4 separate regions of the Mus musculus genome follow, and regions 1, 2 and 4 are each linked to region 3. The links are chromatin contacts, called in public promoter capture Hi-C maps. All regions are on one chromosome and are shown on one strand. Each heading gives the region's core, a stretch centred on a gene start, on an enhancer-like site or on the middle of the called end of the contact. The rest is flanking DNA. Distances are from core to core; before and after follow the strand shown. Region 1 holds the start of Epn2 (epsin 2). Region 2 holds the start of Mapk7 (mitogen-activated protein kinase 7). Region 3 holds the start of Iba57 (IBA57 homolog, iron-sulfur cluster assembly). Region 4 holds the start of Aldh3a2 (aldehyde dehydrogenase family 3, subfamily A2).

The links. Promoter capture Hi-C pulls out the DNA fragments that hold promoters and counts their contacts.
Region 1: a promoter capture Hi-C map of liver shows a contact between it and region 3, with 5 times the contacts expected there. The contact joins the promoter of Epn2 here to the promoter of Iba57 in region 3. A contact is called at or near these places in 2 of 39 promoter capture datasets (liver and pre-B cells).
Region 2: a contact with region 3 is called in a promoter capture Hi-C map of pre-B cells, with 5 times the contacts expected there. The contact joins the promoter of Mapk7 here to the promoter of Iba57 in region 3. A contact is called at or near these places in 2 of 39 promoter capture datasets (the C10 cell line and pre-B cells) and 2 of 484 Hi-C or Micro-C datasets (B cells and CD8 T cells).
Region 4: a contact with region 3 is called in a promoter capture Hi-C map of pre-B cells, with 4 times the contacts expected there. The contact joins the promoter of Aldh3a2 here to the promoter of Iba57 in region 3.

Annotation. Positions count from the first base shown.
Region 1 is chr11:61,578,249-61,581,810 of GRCm38.p6, reverse strand. Epn2 (epsin 2) reads left to right here and starts at 2,124. Exons shown (of 11, transcript NM_001252188.2): 1 at 2,124-2,244.
Region 2 is chr11:61,492,496-61,495,804 of GRCm38.p6, reverse strand. Mapk7 (mitogen-activated protein kinase 7) reads left to right here and starts at 1,539. Exons shown (of 7, transcript NM_011841.2): 1 at 1,539-1,725; 2 at 1,851-2,158; 3 at 2,736-2,901. The coding sequence starts at 1,927.
Region 3 is chr11:59,162,074-59,165,335 of GRCm38.p6, reverse strand. Iba57 (IBA57 homolog, iron-sulfur cluster assembly) reads left to right here and starts at 1,591. Exons shown (of 3, transcript NM_173785.6): 1 at 1,591-1,985. The coding sequence starts at 1,645.
Region 4 is chr11:61,265,792-61,269,283 of GRCm38.p6, reverse strand. Aldh3a2 (aldehyde dehydrogenase family 3, subfamily A2) reads left to right here and starts at 2,098. Exons shown (of 10, transcript NM_007437.5): 1 at 2,098-2,430. The coding sequence starts at 2,278.

The sequences.
Region 1 (3,562 bases), core at 875-3,374, 2.4 Mb before region 3:
AGGTCACTAGACCTTGCATTCAGAATGGGTTCTGTATATATCTAGAAAGCCAAGCCATAAAGAGAATCAGAACAGGCAAACCTCTCTGGTCTCCTCTCTTAGAGCTACCCTGTTCTGTCTAATCATGTCTCTGTATGGTGGCTCATTCTTCATCAAATGAACACACATAGGGAGTAGGTCAGCTTTCTCTGGGTCTTTTGAGTCTTTACTGCTGAAGGCTTCTGGCCACATCAATGATCAAGTCAGCTGTATTTTGCCCACTCCTGTTAACTAGTCTTTTGTTACAGAAGTGGCTGTTACTTTGTGATAAGGAACAGAGAAATCACATTTTCTGAAACCCAATGGGCCAGTTCAAAATGGAACTATAGTTTTTATGGCAAAGCAGGTACATAACATGTGATTTCATTCATTAATCCAGGGACACACTGTAGCAGTAAATTATGGGTCAGGGCTTCCAGCATCCAGAATGTTCTCCAGCTAGACTTTCAAAAGAAAAGTGACCACATGACCTTGTGTTAGGGGTGGCCTCCAGCTTTAATATATCGTGGGCCGAGAAAAGGACTCTAAATTCCCTGCTTTTGAGACCCAGGTGCCTTTTCTTTCTTGTGAATTTGTGAGTTCTTTATAGGAAAAATGTACTTGTGGTTCTGAGAAGTACAATGACCTGCAAACTCTCCTTCAGTGAGCAAAGGCAGAATGAAATTTTTGGGCATAGATTGGTTACAGAAATTGTCTTAGGGTTTGCATTGCTGTGAAGAGACACCATGACTAAGGCAACTCTTTTTTTTTTTTTTTTAAGATTTATTGATTTATTCTATTTAAGTATACTGTAGTTGTCTTCAGACACACCAGAAGAGGACACCGGATCTCATTACAGATGGTTGTGAGCCACCATGTGGTTGCTGGGATTTGAACTCAGGACCTTCAGAAGAACAGTCAGTGCTCTTAACCGCTAAGCCATCTTTCTAGCCTGGCAACTGTTATAAAAACAACATTTAATTGAAGCTGGCTTACAGGTTCAGAGGTTCAGTCCATTACCAACATGGCAGGAAGCAGGGCACAGTCCAGGCAGGCACACTGCTTGAGGAGCTGAGAGTTTTACATCTTAAATTGAAGGCCAACAGAAGAGTGTCTTCCAGGCAGCTAGGAGTCTCAAAGCCCACTCCCACAGTGACACACTTCTTCTAACAAGGCCACACCCACCCCAACAAGGCCTATTCTCCTAATAGTGCCATTCCCTGGGCCAAGCATATTCAAACAACTGAAATAGTTCCCTGTACTCTCCCCTTGAGCCCTGATTCATGTCCTAGACCCTGTTATGAGGGCTCTCTGCTAGCAGTTTTGGGGTCTAGCCTTCAGTTCTGACCCTTCTGAGATCCTCTCTTGGGGAAAGAGGGAAAGGACTCTCCTTACCTTCTTGTATAAGGCTCTGCTCTCATCTCTGGCCTGCCTCTGTGTGCTGTAGCTTGGCATGTGGCCGGCCCTACATTGCTTTGTTGGGTGCATAAGAGTGAGACTGCAGGCTTGCAGTTGGGGTTGCTAAATCCCAGTATCCTGATGAATCATGGGAGACTCGAGCGGCCGAGGGTTCAACCACTTGGGCTGCCAAAGTTCTGGACTCAACCTTTTTATTGAAATGCACACACAGAAAAGTATACAAATCTGAAATATGCATAAGTGAATCTTCATGAAGTGAACGCACTTGTAGCAAAATAAATCAACCCTGTCTGGCACCTGGCCTCCTTCCTGTCTCTTCATCACAACATTTTTCACGTGCAAGAGGAAATACTAGGAGACCATGGTTCTGATTAGGCTAGGCGGGGTTCTGTGCTTGAGGATTTAAGGGAGGAGCATGGATTGATGGTTAAGGTAGTTATGTATGCCCTGGGGAATTGTTGAGGTAGGGGGGATGTGTTGGACTCTGAGTTAGGGCTTCATAAATTTGTTAGGTTTGTGTAGAAGCAGGAGCTATTTAGAGAAGGCCTTGGGGGCATATGTGGGAGGGGCGGACCGGTTTGGAGGCGGGGCCTAGGAGCGAGGCAGGGCGGAGCCAGTGTGTGTGGGAGGAGCCTCCGCGCTCGGAGGGCGGGGCTCGCGCGCGCGCGCTCGCTGCCGGCGCGCCCCCTCTCGGCCGCCATGTTGGCTGGCGTGTGGGTGTCAAACGCTGCACAGGCTCGGGTCGCTCCCGCTTCTCCCGCGTCGCCGGCGGCTGCAGCCTTGCACTCGCGCTGGCCAGGAACGGAGGTGAGCCGGGACTCGCGGGGCTTGGTGTGGTGGTGGCTCGGGAGTCGGGGCGGGGCGGGGCTGCGCGCAGACCTTCTCTTCCAGTGCGTGGACGCCCCTAAGAGCACCGGCTTCCCCCTCGCCGGCCGGGGCGTGCACCGTGCGGCCAGCCGGACCCCACCCGGCTGGACGGCTCAGCCAGGCCCCGCCCCACCTGAGCCCGCTCGGAGCCGAGAGAGAGGCGACGTCTGCCTCCCGGCTTTGGCTCCTGTCCTCGCCTCACACCTCAGCGACAGAGCCTTCAGTTTGGAACAACCCCGCCCCTCCCCAGAGCGTGCTCGCCCCTCGAACCGGGTCCGAGCCGGCCGGCCCTCCCTCAGGGGACCGGGGGAAGGGGATACTCTTCCCCACGTCTTTCTCGCCCCCGGGACTGGATTCCCCTTCCCGGCCCCCACTCCACAGCACAGCGGGGACGGGGGCGGCGAAGCCAGGCTCCAGCTGCCTTTTGTTCCGCGTGGGATGGCAGAGACCTGGCGGCCCTGTTGGGCGAGTCCGGGTGGGCGAGCCGCGCGTGGGGTCGGCCTCTTCCGGGAGACCCTCGCTCTCCCGTGGGCCGGCTTCGTCGGAGCGCGAGCCGAGCGCGTTGGGAGAGGCAGGCCATTCCTAGAGGAGTCCGGGCCAACAGGTTTTTGTTTGCAACCTGAAGTTGGCCCAGTGGTTTTGCAGGGGGAGCAGATTGTCTGAGCTCCCTAGAAACCCTAGGTCGGCCGGTGTAAGTCTGTTGCTTGGTCTCGGGCCTCAGTCCTTCCCAGCGGCCTCTTCACTTTAGTGCTGCCTTGGGAACGCATTTGAAGTCTATGTTTCAGAAAAGATAGGATTTAGCTATTCTTGTGTTTTTTGACTAGGGGAACTAAGGCCCAAAATGTGTTAGCTTGCCCAAGGTCATCTAGGGATAGGGTGTTTGACACAGCTGGAAGCCCCAACTCTGGGACACTTAAGGATTTCTTCAACGTTTAGGATTCCCCCAAATCGCTTGCCTGCTATTTTTAACATTCATACAAGAAAATGGGCAAGGGAAGATGAGAAAGAAGTGTGAATTCTTCTTTTGCACAGTCAAGAAAATACCCTGTGGAAGAAGGGATTGAAATTGGGTTGAAATGATTGAAAAAGGTGAATTTCTTTGATCCATGTCCCTATTATGTAATATAAGAAAGACTTAACGGGAACTTTGTGGTCTTGTAACTCTAGATTTAGAGTGATAGCGGCAGATACTGGATTCTCTCTCGGTGATCGGCTTTGCATTGGTAATTAAGCTTTCCATCTATGTATTGTTGGTAAT
Region 2 (3,309 bases), core at 290-2,789, 2.3 Mb before region 3:
GGGTAACTTCCTATCTGAAGCACAGGCAAATAATCTTCAACTGAGCTGTGTCTACCCTGGAACAGCTCCAAAGAATAAGAATCTTGCATTATCTAGTAAAATACCAGATTCCGTCCTCTTTCAACTCTTCCCCCTTGCAGGCATTTTTTTTCTGCAGATCCCTGTGCCATGCACAGGAACTATCTGCTCAGCAAAAAATACCCAAGACTGCTGGGAACAGAGGAACATTTCAGCCAAAGTCTACCTGAGGGGTCTTAGCTGAACACGCTGAATTTAAGATAAAATCTTCACTAACCTCTAAAGACATCCATTTAAATACTTTCCACCTTCTTTCCCATGCCCCGGTAACACTGAATTGAGACTCTCTGAACATTCTGTCAAAATAGTCATTTAGCCAGGCAGTGAACACCTTTAATCTTAGCGCTCAGGAGGCAGAGGCAGGCAGCTCTCTGTCAATTTGAGGCCAGCCTCTGCCTGTTCAGTGCTGGGACTAAAAGCATGAGCCGGTACATCCAGTTTTTTTAGAAATTTTAATCTAAATCAAAGGCGCAGGTATTAAGTTTGTGAAAATGAATTGATGTGTGAAACTTTCTGCATGTAGTACCAAATGCTGGGCAACACAAACAACCGTGTATGATATCTAAGATCCATTTCTGCTTTAGACTCAACCTTTGGCTTTTGATTGAGAACTCAGTAATAAATGTCAAGGGGACACTCAGACTTTACTGGATTTCATCCCAGTTTCCCTCTCCACACTTTTCTTGTCTCACTGGGAATCCCGAATCTCTTTGGAGATTGGAGACTTAAGCTGCCTACCGAGAACTTTTCTAGCTCTCGAGTTAACAATGCTCACTTTTGCCTCAACCGGACGTCCCAGCCGGATGGAGGAAAAATGGAAGAGGAAAGGGAAAAAGTTGTTGGGTCTGGCCCGGTTCAGAGCGCATGCGCATCCCCGCCAGGTCCTCACTGGCTGGGGGTGGGGGTGGGGGTGTTGGAGTGGTTGGGGGGGTGGGGGAAAACAAGTCAGCGACGCTCTAAAGACTGGGGTCTCTGGTCACTACTCCGGGGTAAGGCGTCCAGAACTTCCGGCGCCGAAAGAGTGCGCAGCAAATTCCCTAGGAAATAAAGCTAACAAGGAAGGAAGAGGAGCCAAAAGGACGGGGTGGGGGTGGGGGGGTGCGGAGCTTGTTGCCTAGGTAACACCCCTCCTCCCTCCCTTATCTCCGCCCTTCGGGCCTGTGGAGCGAGTAGGCTCAGAAGTACAAGAGAACTTGGTGGGGCCTTGCTCGCTTCCCCCCCACCACCCAAGCTCCGGAGGCTGCTAGTACGCATGCGTGAGAGCATGGTGCGGGGCTGCGCGCGCACCCCTGAGGAGCACGCATCACCCCTTGGGCGGCTCCCGCCCGGAGTGGGACAGCTGGGCGCGCGCGCGCGCGCGCGTGATTGACAAGGGCGCGGTTTTCCCGTCCGGTAAGTTTTGATTGGACAGAGTAAAATAAAGGGGTGGGAACCTCCACGGAGGCCGCTCAACGATTGGCTGGGAGCTGGAGGAGCGTGGTCCCGGGGCGGCCGGTGGGGTGGTCTGCTTCGGCGCACGCGAGGCTTTGGTGGTGGCCGCGGTTCTTGTTAAGTGAGCGAGCCCGGGGGAACACTCATCACTGGGTTGGCAAGACTCAGGAATCCCAAATTCCCGAGGAGGCGTGGCGGCGGGGTGCCGGCCGGTCGGTGAGTGCGATCCCGGGAGTCCCAGCGCCCCGCCCCTCCCTTTCTTCCGGGGCCGCGCCGCGCCCCCCTGGATCCTGGGCCGTGGGGTTCTCTGTGCCAGCGGTCCCCTCTCGCCTGCTGCACAGGTCCTGCCTCCAAACCCACAGAGGCGGAACTGAGAGGCCCTCAGGACGATCTTCTCATCAGCGCTTCGTACAGACCATGGCCGAACCGCTGAAGGAGGAGGACGGCGAAGATGGCTCTGGGGAGCCCCCTGGGAGGGTGAAGGCAGAACCCGTTCACACCGCTGCCTCTGTGGTGGCCAAGAACCTGGCCCTGCTCAAAGCCCGCTCCTTCGACGTGACCTTTGACGTGGGGGACGAGTACGAGATCATCGAGACCATAGGCAATGGGGCCTACGGGGTGGTGTCTTCGGCGCGCCGCCGCCTCACGGGTGAGCTGGCTTCCTGAGGCTCAGCATGTGTGGACTGCTTTCCAGAGGCGGTGAGGAACCCGCACGGTCCCAGGAGGATCAGCTGCGCCGGGGATTCTGGTTCCACTCACGCTTACGGACTAGGTGCCAGCTCCCCGTTAGGTACCCTTCTCAGGAACCCCTGCTTCTCCCAGTCAGCCTACTTTCTCCTTAGGAAAAGGATATTCCCTGTAAGCCAGAATAGAGAGATGCTCTTTGGTGTCCAAAAGAGATATGTTCTAGAGCCAGAGATTGGCACGATGGAGTGGTGGAAGAATGGGGAGGATCTGGGATGGACTGACTATGTGAGGAGGGAGGGAGGGAGGATCAGTTAGTACAGTCACAACCACTGCTAACTAGCCGCGCCTCCTCTCTATGTGAGCTATTAGCAGCCGTTTCACGAGGCAGTTGCGAAATTAAAATTTGATATATGTTACACACAGGGCCCTGCACACAGTAGGTACTTACTGCTATCTGGGCTCCAGAAGAGCAGTGCTGGAAGGGACCTGCAGCTAACTTGAAGGTACTCTCTGGTATATGCCCTTTTCCTGCTCCCCAGGCCAGCAGGTGGCCATCAAGAAGATACCTAATGCTTTTGATGTGGTGACCAATGCCAAACGGACCCTCAGGGAGCTGAAGATCCTCAAACACTTCAAACACGACAATATCATCGCCATCAAGGACATCCTGAAGCCTACTGTGCCCTATGGAGAATTCAGATCTGTGTAAGGAGTGGGCCAGGAGGAGGAGACACAGTCGGGATCAGCTTAGAAGCCCAGGTTCAGTAATACTGAAGTTCTGGCAGGGCGGTTGAACCCAGAGTGATGCGGGCTGTGAGTCCAGGACATTGGTAGGGACAGTTCTTATCTCTCAAGAGGGCAAGGGCTGGGGATGTCGATCACTGGTAGGCTGATGAGCATCTTTGAGGTTTTAGGTTGACTCTCCTGTACAAAAGGGGAAAAGAATCAAGAGGATTTACCTCTTTATGGTCATGCCACCTTTGGTTATATCATAAGTTCAAGGCTAGTCTAGACCCTGTTCCAAAAGACAAAACAAAAAACCAAAACAGCAATAGAGGAGAGGGAGAGAGGACAGACAGACAGGACAGATCCAAATTGTAAGACAACGGACAC
Region 3 (3,262 bases), core at 342-2,841:
TTTGTGTATCCCTGACTGTCTTGATACTAGCTCTGTAGACTAGCCAGGGCTTACAGAGACCTGCCTGCCTCTGCCCAGCCAATGCTGGTGTTAAAGGCATGCGCCACTACCAAGCTCCAAGTCCATTTCGAAATTCTTTTGTTAATAAGACTAAGAACACACAAAAGGAACTCCAGTTTCCCTGGTAGCAATATGATCCAGTATGCCCCAAAGACCCAAGAACAGGGACTCAAAGAGACATCCGTGTAGTTGTTTTCATAGCAACACTTTTCCTGGCTCCAAGAATTGGAGACCTCCCAAGTACCCGTTGCCAGCTCAGCACATAGGGAAAGGTAGGCATTACCGTAATAAAAAAATTTTTTTTCGATACAGGATTTCTCTGTATAGCCCTGGCTGTCCTGGAACTCACTCTGTAGACCAGGCTGGCCTCAAACTCAGAAATCCACCTGCCTCTGTCTCCCAAGTGCTGGGATTAAAGGTGTGTGCCACCATGCCCAGCTATAAAATACAATTCTTAAAAAGGGAAGGGAATTCTGATACGTGCTATACTGAGGATGGGTGCTCCATGAAGAGAGCCAGGTGCAAGAGGACAGGCACTGGTTCTCAGAGGCTTCCAACCCACAAGGGCAGAAAGCCAACTGTGGGCACCAGCGGCTGAGTGTGTGTTCTGGGAGGAGTCAACGTTCTGGAGTTGGATGATTGGGAGATAAAAAGTTCTGGAGTTGGATGATAGTGAGGGCTGCGCAGCCGTTTGAACAATGCCGATATAAATGCACTAAAAGTGGTCTCGCTGGCTGGCTTTCATCAACTTGCCACAAGCCTAGCGATATCTGGGAAGATTCAGAAAACGCCTCCATAAGCTTGGCCTCTAAACAGGTCTTGGCTTATATCACATCAATGACTGATGTGAGAGGGCCCAGCTCACTGTGGACAGGTGCTCCTGGGTCGTATCAAAAAGCAGGCTGGACAAGCCATCAGAAGCTGGCCGGTAAGAGCCCTCTTCCAGGGCTTCTGCTTCAGTTCCTGCCCTGAGTTCTCTCTGTAAGTGGGTGTGACCTGAGAGTTTTCAAATGAAGTGAACCCCTTTTCTTCCCAAGTTGCTTTTGGTCATGTTTAGTATAGCAATAACAAAGTAACAGTGGTGAAGATAATACATTTTATACTGTTCGTATTTAACCGTGAACAAGGAAATGCCTAACTTTTTTCCTCCTTTTTTTCTGGGCAGTACTGGGGATGGGAACCATGGCTTCCTGCCTGCTAGGAAATGCTCTACCACTGAGCTATCTATCTTCAACTTTTTATTCGGAGACAGGATATTCATTTTAAGTTGCACAGGCAGGTCTTGAACACGCATCCTCCTGCCTCTGCCCCCCGAGAGGCTGGCTGGGATTGCACACCAGGACCGAGGTAAGATGGCAGATTTCATGTTTACTTATTTACCACGACCACAAGCGGTTTGACCAGGAGCCAACTAAGGAAAGGGTCACCGGGTGGCTCTAGCCTTGGTGTTTATCTGGGCTTGCGCACCCATCCACTGGCTGAGGTCCCGCCCACTTTCCCCCCCACGCACGCGCGTCGCCAGCCGCCGCCGCCGCCGCCGCCGCCCGGGGCCGCTGTGGTGCCCGCCTTCACTTAGCGCCCAAGATGGCAGCGGTGGCGCTGCTTCGGGGCGCGGCTGTGGGGCGCAGAAGCCCAGCTTGGCACTGGCGGCTGAGCGGGACCGCGAGTCACTGCCTAGCCCGTGGCTTTGGCCTTCTTGGCAGCAACCCCGCGGACGGTGTGGCCTGGACTTGCTTCCGGCTGGACGGGCGCGCCTTAGTGCGCGTGCGCGGCCCGGACGCTGCACCCTTCCTGTTGGGACTATCGACCAATGAGCTGCCGCTTTCGGGGCCTCCGACCGGCGCGGCTCAGCCCTCTGCGCGTGCGGCGTATGCCCATTTCCTGAATGTGCAGGGACGCACGCTCTATGACGTCATTCTGTATGGGTGAGCTTGGGCGGGGCAGCAGGGCGGGGCAGTAGGGTCGTTAGAGTGCTGAGGGAGCAGACCTCCAGAATCCCAGGAAGGATGTCCAGGATAAGATTTCTAGGGAATACTGGCTAGACACCCTTGGGAAGAGGCATAATTAGATTATTCTGGAAATGACTTTCTGAGGACAATCTAGACTTAGGGAAGGGGTCACCTAGAGGCGGATGTCCCATGGAAGGCATCCAGGTTGCGCTAGTTACTTGCACAGAGCGTTGTGCCTGGGACCCCAACCAGTCAAGTCAGAAGCTTCTGGAGTTATTTTCAAGATGGGTGCTTCAGCTTTGTCCCTCCCTCCTCACTTCTTAGAAAGATTTCGCTGGTTCGTGGGACTTTATTCAAAAAGCCACTCTCTGCACAGCCTCTCCACAGTGACAGATTGTCCCAGTGTTCTGAGAATCCAGTTTTTCCCTTATTTCTGGTTCCTCTTTGCAGTGCCAGCTGTTTGCCTGTATGGTCTCATTATCTATACAGCAGACCTGACTGTGACTGTAAATAGTGTTTGCTGGCCAGTCTGGGCAGGGCCTGCGTCTATAGCATTGAGTCTTCAGCTGCTCACCTTTATAGGATCTAAGTCGTGAAGTCTCAGCATTGTCTAGTAGGCATGTGAAGACCCGCCCTCCCTATCCTGTCCCTGAGCTGTCCCTTGACTCCTACCAAAGTCCAGGCCTGGCTGCCTGTCTCAGCTACCCGGTGTCTTTCCAAGTTGGTTTTTGGTGAGCCTCTTCAGTAGCCCCTAGATGCTCATTGGGAGTATATGGGGAATCCTCATATCTGGAGAACAGTTCCTGAACCCCTGAGGGTAGCTATTCCAGGATGAGAGTGGTGGATGAGAATTGACAGCCATGGCACCACTATCCAGTAGTTGTCTGCATTCTGTGGGGGGAAATCTAGAGTGCCTGTCTCCAGGTGCTGAAAGGCCACAGTGATGTGCTTCCTAGAGATCCTTTTCCCACATTACTTCGCTTAGTGAATCTCTGAATCTAGAACTGTGTCAGCAAATGACAACCCATGGGCCAGACCCACTGTGATGCTTTGGCATATAGAGTTCTGTGTGAACCCTGGGATGGTGTCTTCCAGGCAGTGTTCGGGCTGTGGTGACTCAGGGCCTTAAGCCTAAGCCAGTCATTGCCCTTTGTAGAAAACATGCATGGACTCCATACTGGAGCCTTGGATCTGCCTGTGTTTCCAGGTCGCCATCATCTCTCCATGTTACCAATAGGCAGCTGGAGTTGATT
Region 4 (3,492 bases), core at 849-3,348, 2.1 Mb before region 3:
CTTCTATAGCTCATACTCACACAATGCTTATTAACTCAAGAGTTTAAAATTGGTCACTCTCAGGTCAGATAAGAAAAGATAACCAAGCACACTCCTAAGGTGAACTCTGAGCTAATTTAAACATTGCCACACAGTGCTAGATTTTGACCCTCAGCAGCGGGCTTGCTCAGTACAGGTGATTCTGAGTTGGAGGGTGCAGGGTCCTGATTGGTTTTGTAACAGAGAAGCCTGCTCCTCTTACACTTTCTCAGCTGCAGTCCACCAGCTTCAACCATGAAACCTTCAAAGAGAAAGCTGTGCAGCTTGTTTTGGCTTGCTTCAGTAAGGGCAAAGCAGAGGTGAAGGGTGGGGTGGTCTTGCTTCACCAAGAAGCGCCTCAGATAAGCCTCAACTCACCGGCCATTGTGAAAGCTACAAAGTTGGGGAAGTTAGCTGGACACTCTAGACAGAGGACACAGAATGCCAAAAAAGCCCTGGGATAGCAATGTGCCCAAGTGTTCAGTGAACAGCAAGGAAGCCACTCTGGCTAAAACTCATTACGTGGGCAAATCCTATAAGAAGAGGCACATCCAGAGGCCAAGACTTATAGGCTTATAGAGGATTATATGGGCTTTGAATTTTATTCTCTGGAGAGTTTTGAGAGAGGGACTGACTAATAAAGGTCACCGTACATTCTGAATGTATCAGTGACGCTGAAGGGGAACTAGTCAAACCCACCCAGTTACTTCATGCAGGAAGGATTTCAGGAATAATGAAGGAAGCATGGGGGTGGAGTGGGGCGGATGGTCTCAAAGATCAGAAACTGCTCCAATGAATCTCAGCTGAAACTCATTGCAGTACTGCCCACTTCTGTGCCATTTGGAGACACTGTGACTGTCATCCTCTAGGACTAGGAGCCACCTTGTCCAAGAAATTCCTAGAGGCAGGAATATACTGACTCTCCTTCCACGATAGAAATGCCAGCACCTGCCACACTACTGAGTCCATGGGGAAACAGAAATCTTTAGTGTCCTGGTAGTCTGTCCTTCCTTCCTTCCTTACTTTCTTCCTCTGGCAGAACTTCCTGGGAGGCCAAGGAGGGAGGAGAACCTACTCTGGGCTCCTGAACTACAGAGTGTAAAACGGTAAGTACAGAGCTAAGAAGTAACAGATTCATAGTCGCCAACCAATCAAGCAAGCAGCCTATTAGAGTGCTATTGCTATATATAGTAGATATGTAGTATGGTTTGAACCACTCATTATTGGGCTCAACATATATTTTGAAGATCAAGTCAAAGAGACAGGGAACACTGTAGGAAGTATGAGTTGTTTGCTGAAGAATAATAAAAAGTTCTAATGAAATTAACTATAAGAAGTCCATTATAAGTGTAAATAGAGATTAGCATTTAAATGTGTCCTTGGGAGTCCAAGGAAAGATTGGGTGAGAGCCTTCTCTGCTCTCTACTGGTAGAATTAGATGAGTGACTGCGCGGAGAGAACTTAGTCCCAGACATTTGAATACTTTAATGGGTCAGAAAAGGGAGAAATCCAGAGATGGAAAACCTAGGGAACGCCAAGGAAGGGAAGCGGAAATGTTTCCAGAAGATGGGAAGGACAACACAAAGTGACCGCCGTCGCTGAGCAGCCCCAGATGGGTACGAAAGTCAACCATTGCTAATTAGCCTGGAGAGGAAATTTGGGAAAAAACCTTGGATGGTACGCAGTAGAGAGGATTGAAAATCAGTGTGGGCGATGACAATGCTTGTGTGTGTGTGTGTGTGTGTGTGTGTATACACTGGATTCACCTCCTTCGCGTGCGTCACCCGGCCCGCCCCACCCAGGCCCGCCCTACCCAGGCCCAGCGACTTTGCCTCTGAATCTGAGGCACTGCAGGCGAAGGGAGACTACTTCCGGCCGGGTGAGCACCCTCGGGCCTCAGTTCCTCCTCCTAGAGGACGCTTGGCTCTTTTCTGAAGCCAGAAGGACTTCTTCCGCGTCTTCGCGTGCCAAAAATTGCACCTACACACCCGGCGCCCGGGGACCGCAATCCCGCGGCTAGATTAGAGGTAAGGGGCGGGGCCTCATAGTCACGTGCAGCAGCTCAGCCAATGAGTGCGCACTTTGTCGTTAGCAGGGAAGTGCTGGGGTTTGGCCCACACCCGGGCCGGGTCTAGGCCAGTAGGCGGATAGGACCCAGCAGCGGAAAGTGGCAGTGAGCTGTGGCATCATCCATAGCAGCTCCTTACTGGTACTGTGCTCCCTCACCTGCCTCGCTCCGCGTTCTCCTCAGGCCCGGCCATGGAGCGCCAGGTCCTACGGCTTCGCCAGGCGTTCCGGTCCGGCCGATCTCGGCCGCTGCGCTTCCGATTGCAGCAGCTTGAGGCCCTGCGGAGGATGGTGCAAGAGCGCGAGAAGGAAATCTTAGCAGCCATCGCGGCAGACCTGAGCAAAGTGAGCCTCCACAGGGTGGGAGGGGCCCGATGAGCCACCTTATTCCTTCTCTGTAGCAGGTTGTTTGGTTTTGTTTATCCAGCAGTTAAGAGGAAGCAGAGTACCCTGGACTCTGGACTCTCCAGCCCCGCTTAGAGCCCAAACTGTTGTATTTGCACTCATATTGAAGTGCATACTTTACTTGGCGCCGGCAATTTCTCGTCTGCGAACGCTCTGTATAGCCTTGCCCATTTCTGCTGCGTTCATAGTCTCTTTCCTTACAATGTGCAGTTAACTCTGGATAGGCTGGATCTCAGTAGTTTGTCTGCTTGGTAGGTTTCAGCTATTTCACTCCCTGTCTTTATTTCATGACGTTAAAAGAATGGTTTCTTTTTGTTGACAGTTCTTTTTATTTCCTATAATCTTCAGCACTGAAATTCCCCATATGACTTTGTGTGACATTAATCATATACATGATTGACCTCCAGTATACAGACAATCACCCTGGGGACCTGATAAAATACAAATCCTGACTTAGTCCTCGTGAGACTGTGTCTGAGATTTCTAATGAGGGCCCAGGTGATAACATATGGCCTGTTTAGAAGCAAGCTTTGAGTACCAAGGTTTTAAGTAGTGTTCAAGGTACAACTATGGTCTGTTGTACTCTCTAGTAATATTATTTCTCCCTTTTACTTTCTATCTGTATTCCAGGCATGGTAAGACCTCTATTTTCAGATTTTCAATCAAAGACTGCTTCAAAAAGTGGTAACAGTAGTTGTAGTAGAATCTAGAAACCTTCCTTCAGAGTACTTCTGGTAAAGAGGGGCTGTGGTAATTAGTAAACAAGATAGGATAGTGAATATTAAAACTCTGTGAATCATCCACTCCTCAAACATCAGATAGTTTGTGTATGTTTGTTCATACATAGCGTTCCTGAAGAAAATATATTAAGTCCAGAATTTAAAATCTGGCTCCAAAGTAGAACATATGCAGGTGTGACTCTGGTTATAAACCAGTGCGTTAAGGATGAAGTATCAAGATGCTGCTCAAAAGCAAAGTTGCCACGGTACCTACATCGTGACT